Regions from separate parts of the Sus scrofa genome. Here region 1 is linked to region 2. A link is a contact called in public promoter capture Hi-C data. All regions are on one chromosome and are shown on one strand. The core of a region is the stretch at or near the end of the contact, and the rest is flanking DNA. Distances in the headings are between cores, read along the strand shown. Region 1 holds the start of STRADA (STE20-related kinase adapter protein alpha). Region 2 holds the start of TEX2 (testis-expressed protein 2).

Region 1 (3,320 bases), core at 392-2,891, 430 kb before region 2:
ATGGTGCTGACCAGATGCCAAACAGTGTAGAAAGAATTCCTTTTCTTGATTTAGTTTTTTCCCTTTCCCCTATTTTCATCACTGGTTTTCTAAACTTCCTCCATGTCTGGGATTACAACTATACACAATGCATTTGAGCCACAATACCTCTAAGAAACCTAGTTCAAGGGTGGGGAGGAAGAGATATAACCAGTTCAGTACTTATGGGTGAATAGGCTCCTGGCCTGAGGCAGATAATCAGAAAAGATTTAGTTTCTTCAACTCTCAGGGAGGAGAAATAGTCTTGAGGGGGGGACGCCAAAGAAAAACACCAGTCAGTCGATGAAAAACTGTCTTAATGCCACAAATACATACTGGAATACGGTTCTACTCCAACAGATATTTCAATAAGAAAAGGACCAATTCGAACAGCTTTTCCTCTCTTGGTAAAAATCAAGTTAGAATATGCTAGGATATCTTGGCACTTCTCCTAGCAGAGAAGTTCCCTATTTCCAGAAAACGTGAACAATTTTATTTCACCACTCCCCTTCTCTCGCGCTCACTTACCCACCCACACCCCAAATCGACTGTGGGCGCTTAAACATTTTGAAAAGCAAGACAATTAGAAGCTCTACTTAGGTTGATTCAGGGAATACTCTTTCCTAACAAGGACCTGACCTACCTAGCCTGGGATGAGATGGGGATGCGGGACCGGGGACGCGGGGGGGGGGGTTTCGGGGAGAGTGCAGCACTAGGATACGCCGCCGCCTCTTAGCTTCATCAAGACAAACCGCCACCTGGGCCGCAGGTTTCCCACCTGAAAATCAGGGGAGAAGGGAGGGAAAGCACGCTCGCCTCTTCTGCCCGGAAACTCCACTCGGGTGTGTCTGGGCCTGGCCCAAGCCTATTCTGCTCTCCGGCTGCAGCCCCTCACTGCGGGAACCGAGAAGGATTCGGGTGAAAAGGGGCCCGTGAAGGGCGAGAGGGTGCTCGGGATGGCCGCTCTGAAAGAGGGTGCCCCTGAGAAGATGTAATTGGCATCAGAGCGAGGAACGACTGATCCCTGGAGCGCACCAGGCGGTCCCGCCAGCCCGGTACCTGGTCCTGGAGTAAGCAAGCAGTCCCGACCCAGTCTCAGCTCCGCCTCCTTAGTTTACCGCCGCGCTGCCGCCGGGCCGGTTGCTGGGAGGAGGTACGCAACGTGCCATGCGCAGTAGAGGGACCCGGGGAGGGCTGGTAGAGAGCTCCGCCCTGCCTCGGCCCCACCCCGGAGCTGGACAGGAGGCCCCGCCCAATCACTCCAAGGAGCGAGGGAGCCCGGTCCCTGCTCCTCTAGGCGGGGCGAGGAGGAGCGAGGAAGCTCCTCGTTGCCCCGCCCCACCAGCGCGGGAGAGGAAGCCCCGCCCCGGGGCGCCGCAAGTGGGGGCAGTTCTGCCTGAGTCCCGCGTGGCTGCCGTGCGGAGGGTCCTCAGCCGCGCCCCGCGGAAAGCGGTTCTCCAGTTCTGAGTTAACCTTTTTACGCGCAGCGCATACCTGAGGGCTTTCGGCCTCCAGCAGAAGGGACCCGTTTCTCCCGTGTGTGGAAGCCAAAGACCTAGCTTGTCGTCGGTGTCGGCTCGGGGTCCGAAAAGGGCTGCCAGAGCTTCCGTCGCGCTGCAGGAAGGAAGTGGGATGATTTCAACAATCAAGAGTCAAGGGAGCTAGAGTAAGGCACGGCAACACTGGCTGCTGATTTGGCTACTTTGAGTACTTTTTTTGGGTGCCTTTCCTTTCGTGTGATGGGATTTTAGTGGAAAAAACAGCCTCATACTCTCAAAGGCCCTTCACTTTGGCCTCCGGGGCACCGGATTGACAGGCTTCAAAGGGGAAAGCCATCCTCTCTCTGTGGCACAGATTCCTTATCTGTAAAAGGAGGAAAATACCTGAACCAATGAGAACTATCTTTATTCCCCCCTCTGGATCTTTGTCCTGGATCCTTTGTACAAGGTTTTTTGGTTTGTTTGTTTTTTTGGTGGTGCCCGGGGCATGCGGAAGTTCCCGAGGCAGAAAAGGAACTCGCGCCACAGCTGTAACCAGAGTCACAGCAGTGACAAGGCTTGATCCTCAACCCCGCTAAGCCACCAGGGAACTCCCGGTTCTGGATCCTTTGACCCACAACTCTGTCTGCAGAAACGTGTCAGGTTCGCCTTGGTGGGGAAGCTAGCCTAAGCAGAGGCATGCAGCTCTTGAGAAAGGATGAAGCAATAAATGATGGAGCAAGACTCCTTCTGTGAGACTTTTTTTAGTGACTCCGCCCACGCTGGTGGGGGTGGGGTGGATCCCAAAATGGACATACTCCCTCAAGTAATGAACACTCACCCCTACCAGCTATGACCCTTGGCACACATTCATGCTGGTCTAACTTCCAAGATGGGGGAGAAGTTCAGCTACCTTCAAACAGGGGCTGTCGGAAATGTGCAGCGAAACTGAAATGTGAACTTTGCCAGTGCATCTCAGCGTCTCACTAAATTTTACCCACATCACTTTGATCTCATCTAGTGCTTTATAACATTCCAAAGCAGTATCCTCACTATTCTCTGTCAAATAAGATAACTTTTTTTTCAGCAGCAGACTTGGCAAATTTACAAAGCAAGACAGTAGCAGAAATTGAAGTAAAATTCCCTGCAATGTTTTCCATTTGTTTGGTCTTGCCCACGGCATATGGAAGTTCCCAGGCTAGGGATCAAGCTCATGCCACACCAAGGACCTGAGCTGCCCTGCAATGTTCTTTTCAAAAGACCTTCTTCACCTGTTGTCTTTAGAATCAAGGGTATTAGAGGAGTCAGTGCCTGAAAAGATGACAAACATTTTTTTTTTTGCCTTTTTTTAGGGCCACACCTGTGGCACTCGGAGATTCCCAGGCTAGGGATCAAATCGGAGCTGCAGCTGCTGGCGTACACCACAGTCACAACAATGCAGGATCTGAGCCACGCGTCTGCAGCCTACGCCATAGTTCAGGGCAACTCGGAATCCTTAACCCACTGATGGAAGCCATGGACAGAACCCACAACCTCATCATTCCTAGTCATATTCGTTTTCGCTGCACCACAACGGGAACTCCCAGTGCCAAACTTGATGCAGCCATCACAATGGGGAATTTAAACATGGTAGTACTTGCCATCTAATCCCCAGCCCAATAGCTATGTCATTTCCTAACTGGATGTCAGTTGGTCAAAGTGGCTAAAAGATTTTCGAATCTTCTTGACTGCACACAAAAGCTAGTTGGGCAAACTTTCAGCCTTGACTCTGTTTCAGGGAGCAAATTTCCTTGCAAAAGGGCATACTAAAGCCAGATAACTCAG
Region 2 (3,454 bases), core at 173-2,672:
TGTCACTGAGCTCAAAACTCTCAACCCTAGACTCTGCAAACACTCCCTATCCTAGAATTCAAGGATCATCTGCCCCTCTGTTGTTCCTTTTTGGTTTCCACATAAAAGTCACTCGTTTCCCTTCCAGCTTACATCAGGCTCCTGAAAGGACTCCTTTAAATCCTTTGATGAAAATCACCAAACCGTGCGGAAAGGCTGGTTCTTTTCAGTTCTTGGGCAGAGAAGCCATGGTGTCAAGACCTAGAACTTCAAACATGAATATGGCACCTCCCCCTACCTTCAGGGAGCCCACGCTTTTCCTCTAACTCTGAAAAAGTATGCCCTCCTTGGGCAGCGTCTATTAAAACCTAGTGACAAAGTACTTCATAGCCTTGGAGGAAGAGCGAGGGTGGAAACAGACTCTGCCCTTATACTGGATGCCGTGTAACCATAACAACCGATGGTTTAAGTAACCATCAACCCACCGATGGGCTAAGTTTTCCAAAAACCATTTTTGAAAGGGGAAAACTCCCCTGCACCGACTCCCGCGTCAGCCATGCATTCTAGGCAGCGTGCGTGGTGCAAGTGAAGCCGGCGGTCCAGTCCATCTCCGGCCCCACGGTTGCATTCGTGAGCTCGCCAGCAGCACAGCCTACGCCGTCACACCCGCGCTCCCGGGCAGGGCACCTGGCGTTAGGCCTCAGCCCAATGTCACTTGTTAACCTTCCAAACCCTCGGCTTTCGGGACGCCGCCGCCTCAGGTCTAAGGCACGCAAACCACCCACCGCCACCCGCGATTTCCAGGAGTTAGAGGAAAAACAACCCGAGGCGCAGCCAGCCTCTGAAGGATCCGCGTAAAAGTAACTATGGTTCTCGACTTTCAGGCATTTCGCGACGATGGCGCGGGGGGCGGCAGGAACGCGGGGCCCCATTCATAAAATTACAAGCCGTTTTCCCTTAGTTTGCATGTGGGCAGTCCTCCCCGGCCGGGGCCGAGTCCGGAGCCAGCGGACGGCATGCTACAGCGACCCGCCAGCTCACACCTCCAGCGGGGTCAAGCCCAGACCGCCCCACACCGCCCCAAAGGGAAGAAGGGTGCGCCCGAGGGCGTCGCGAGTGGGCGTCCCCGTCAACACCCAAACCGTGACAGTGGGTTCCTGAGGAGCCGGACCCCCGCGCCCCGCCGCACTAACGGCCGCCAGCCCCGGGCCGCACGCTGGACCCAGTGAAGCCGGAGCCACCCAACCCAGGCCTTCTCAGCGGGCGGTCCCTCCACCGCCCCGCCTGGCCCCGAGCACGCTCACCCTGGATCCACTGGCTGCCTCATTGTAGTGCGCCGGCGCCCGTACTCCACGGCCGCCTCGGCTCCGGCTTCGGCTCGGGCTCCCGCAGCCGTCCGGCCGCCCGCCCGCCCCGGGGCACCGGCCGCCCCGCCCCGCCGGCGGATCCGCCCCGCGCCCGCGGCCGTCGCCTCCAACCAGAGGGCGGCGGGGGCGGAGCAGGCCGCGCGCCAGGCCCGGCCAATCCAGCCCCTACCCGCGCGCCGAGGAGCAGCCGCGGAAATGGGCGGGCGATTGGTCAGGCCTGTTAAAGGGGCCGCCGTCCACGAGGCCCGGGAGAGGGACTGCGGCGGCGTTACCTGGAAGAGCCTGGAGTGGAGGGGTAAGAGCTTCTCTTCTCTCCCAGGCCAGCAGCCCGGCTCTTATCAGCACTTTGTACTTATTAATTTCCTCCTCCTGCAACCTAGCAACAAGTAGAGATAGAACCTGCCTCTGTCAGAAGAAGAAACTGAGGCTCGGAGAAGCAAGGGTCTCCCGCTTGGCAAATGGACTCTAATTTGAGGTTTAGAGTGCTGTCAGACACATCTGTTCCCGTGCAATCCCAGATATTCGCCTCACCCTGCAGGATTTCTAACAGACATTCCCTGTGTCTGGAATGGAACTGGGGAAAGTATACATTTCTCAACATCCCTCCCCCGCGGTGATTCTGATGTAGGTGGTACAATAGCCACACTCAGATATATATTTCACAGTCCATCACTGTAATGAAATTCTGCTTCAACTGCCACAAATAAAGATAACCTCTTTTTTTTTGTTGTTTTCATTCTGAAGATCAATAATATATGTTTAGGAAACTTGCTGGGCTGGAGGCTGCCTACTGAGAAACTCAGAACATTCCGTGAATGGGTCATACTAAGACCTGAACTTGAAGGGCACGGGGCGGGAATGAAGCAACTAGCCGGTCTTGTTCTCTGACTCATGAGACAATGCTTAAATGCTTTAAGGGCAAACACACCCTTCCTCGTTGCCATCACCAGGCCCAGTTATAACCCTTGCCCTTCTGGAACTTGACTCCCACACCATCAAGCCCTGCTCACCCTCCCAGACACATTCCTCTCCCCATCCCCATGTCCCAGACATACATCTGACCCAGAAGTCATGATCTGAACTTGAAAGTCAGCTCTTCCACCAGAACCCGCAAATTGAACAACAACCCCCCTTTTTTTTGCTCTGATATCTGATGAATGCTGTGTTCACCAGCAACAGCTCCACACACACACATGAGTTAGCCTCATCGGGATGAAGTCTCTGGGTTGCAGACATCACTGCCTGGGATCACCATTTGCTTCCCCTTGGCCTTCCCAAAGAAAAAGGAATCCTTGTTTGAAATGGAGAGGGCTCCAGTTGTGGAAATCTGGAAATGTGCAACATAGACAGTTAATTAATAGAGAAACAGGAGTTCCTGACGTGGCTCAGTGGCTAACGAATCCAACTAGGAATCATGAGGTTTCAGGTTCCATCCCTGGTGTCGCTCAGTGGGTTAAGGATCCGGCGTTGCCATGCGCTGTGGTGTAGGTCGCAGATGCGGCTTGGATCCTGTGTTGCTGTGGCTCTGGAGAAAGCTGGCAGCTACAGCTCCGATTAGACCCCTAGCTCAGGAACCTCCATATTCCGCAGGTGCAGCCCTAGAAAAGATCCAGAAAAAAAAAAAAAAAAAAAAAGAAAGAAAGAAAGAAACAGCCCAAAGCTTTTCTTGGCCACATCTTAAAACTTCCACCTGGAGTGGGGGTGGGGCGTGGAGGTGGAAGCCTGGGGCTGCACCCTGCAAGGGTCCTGGAAAACTGGCTGTGTGCATCTCAGAGTGGGCCCCCACCCCCACCCCCAACCCTCCTTGCCTGGGCCTTGCCTGGGCCAAGCCCTACATAAATATTAGCTTCATTAACACAGTGTCAGCCTGACCTCAGATTGGAGGGCAATAAGATCCAGTATGATTCCTTACAAGAAGCCCTTCTTTTTGAAAAGTGAGGAATTTGGATGCTTTGAATATATTATAACACTAACACTTCCCACCTTTAAGAGGTTACTCTGCGCCAGACACTATGTCAAGATCTTGGCACATAGTAATTCATCGAAACCTTACAAGAACCCTGTGTGGGGGGTATAGTTGTTACTTTCTCCATTTTACAGCTGCAGAA

The links. Promoter capture Hi-C pulls out the DNA fragments that hold promoters and counts their contacts.
Region 1: a contact with region 2 is called in a promoter capture Hi-C map of liver, with 2.2 times the contacts expected there. The contact joins the promoter of STRADA here to the promoter of TEX2 in region 2. A contact is called at or near these places in 1 of 5 promoter capture datasets (liver) and 1 of 2 datasets of contacts at active chromatin or transcription factors (alveolar macrophages).

The regions. Positions count from the first base shown.
Region 1 is chr12:15,190,114-15,193,433 of Sscrofa11.1, reverse strand. It overlaps STRADA (STE20-related kinase adapter protein alpha), which reads right to left and starts at 1,641. Exons shown (of 11, transcript XM_021066785.1): 1 at 1,513-1,641.
Region 2 is chr12:14,762,422-14,765,875 of Sscrofa11.1, reverse strand. TEX2 (testis-expressed protein 2) reads right to left here and starts at 1,422. Exons shown (of 15, transcript XM_021066767.1): 1 at 1,284-1,422.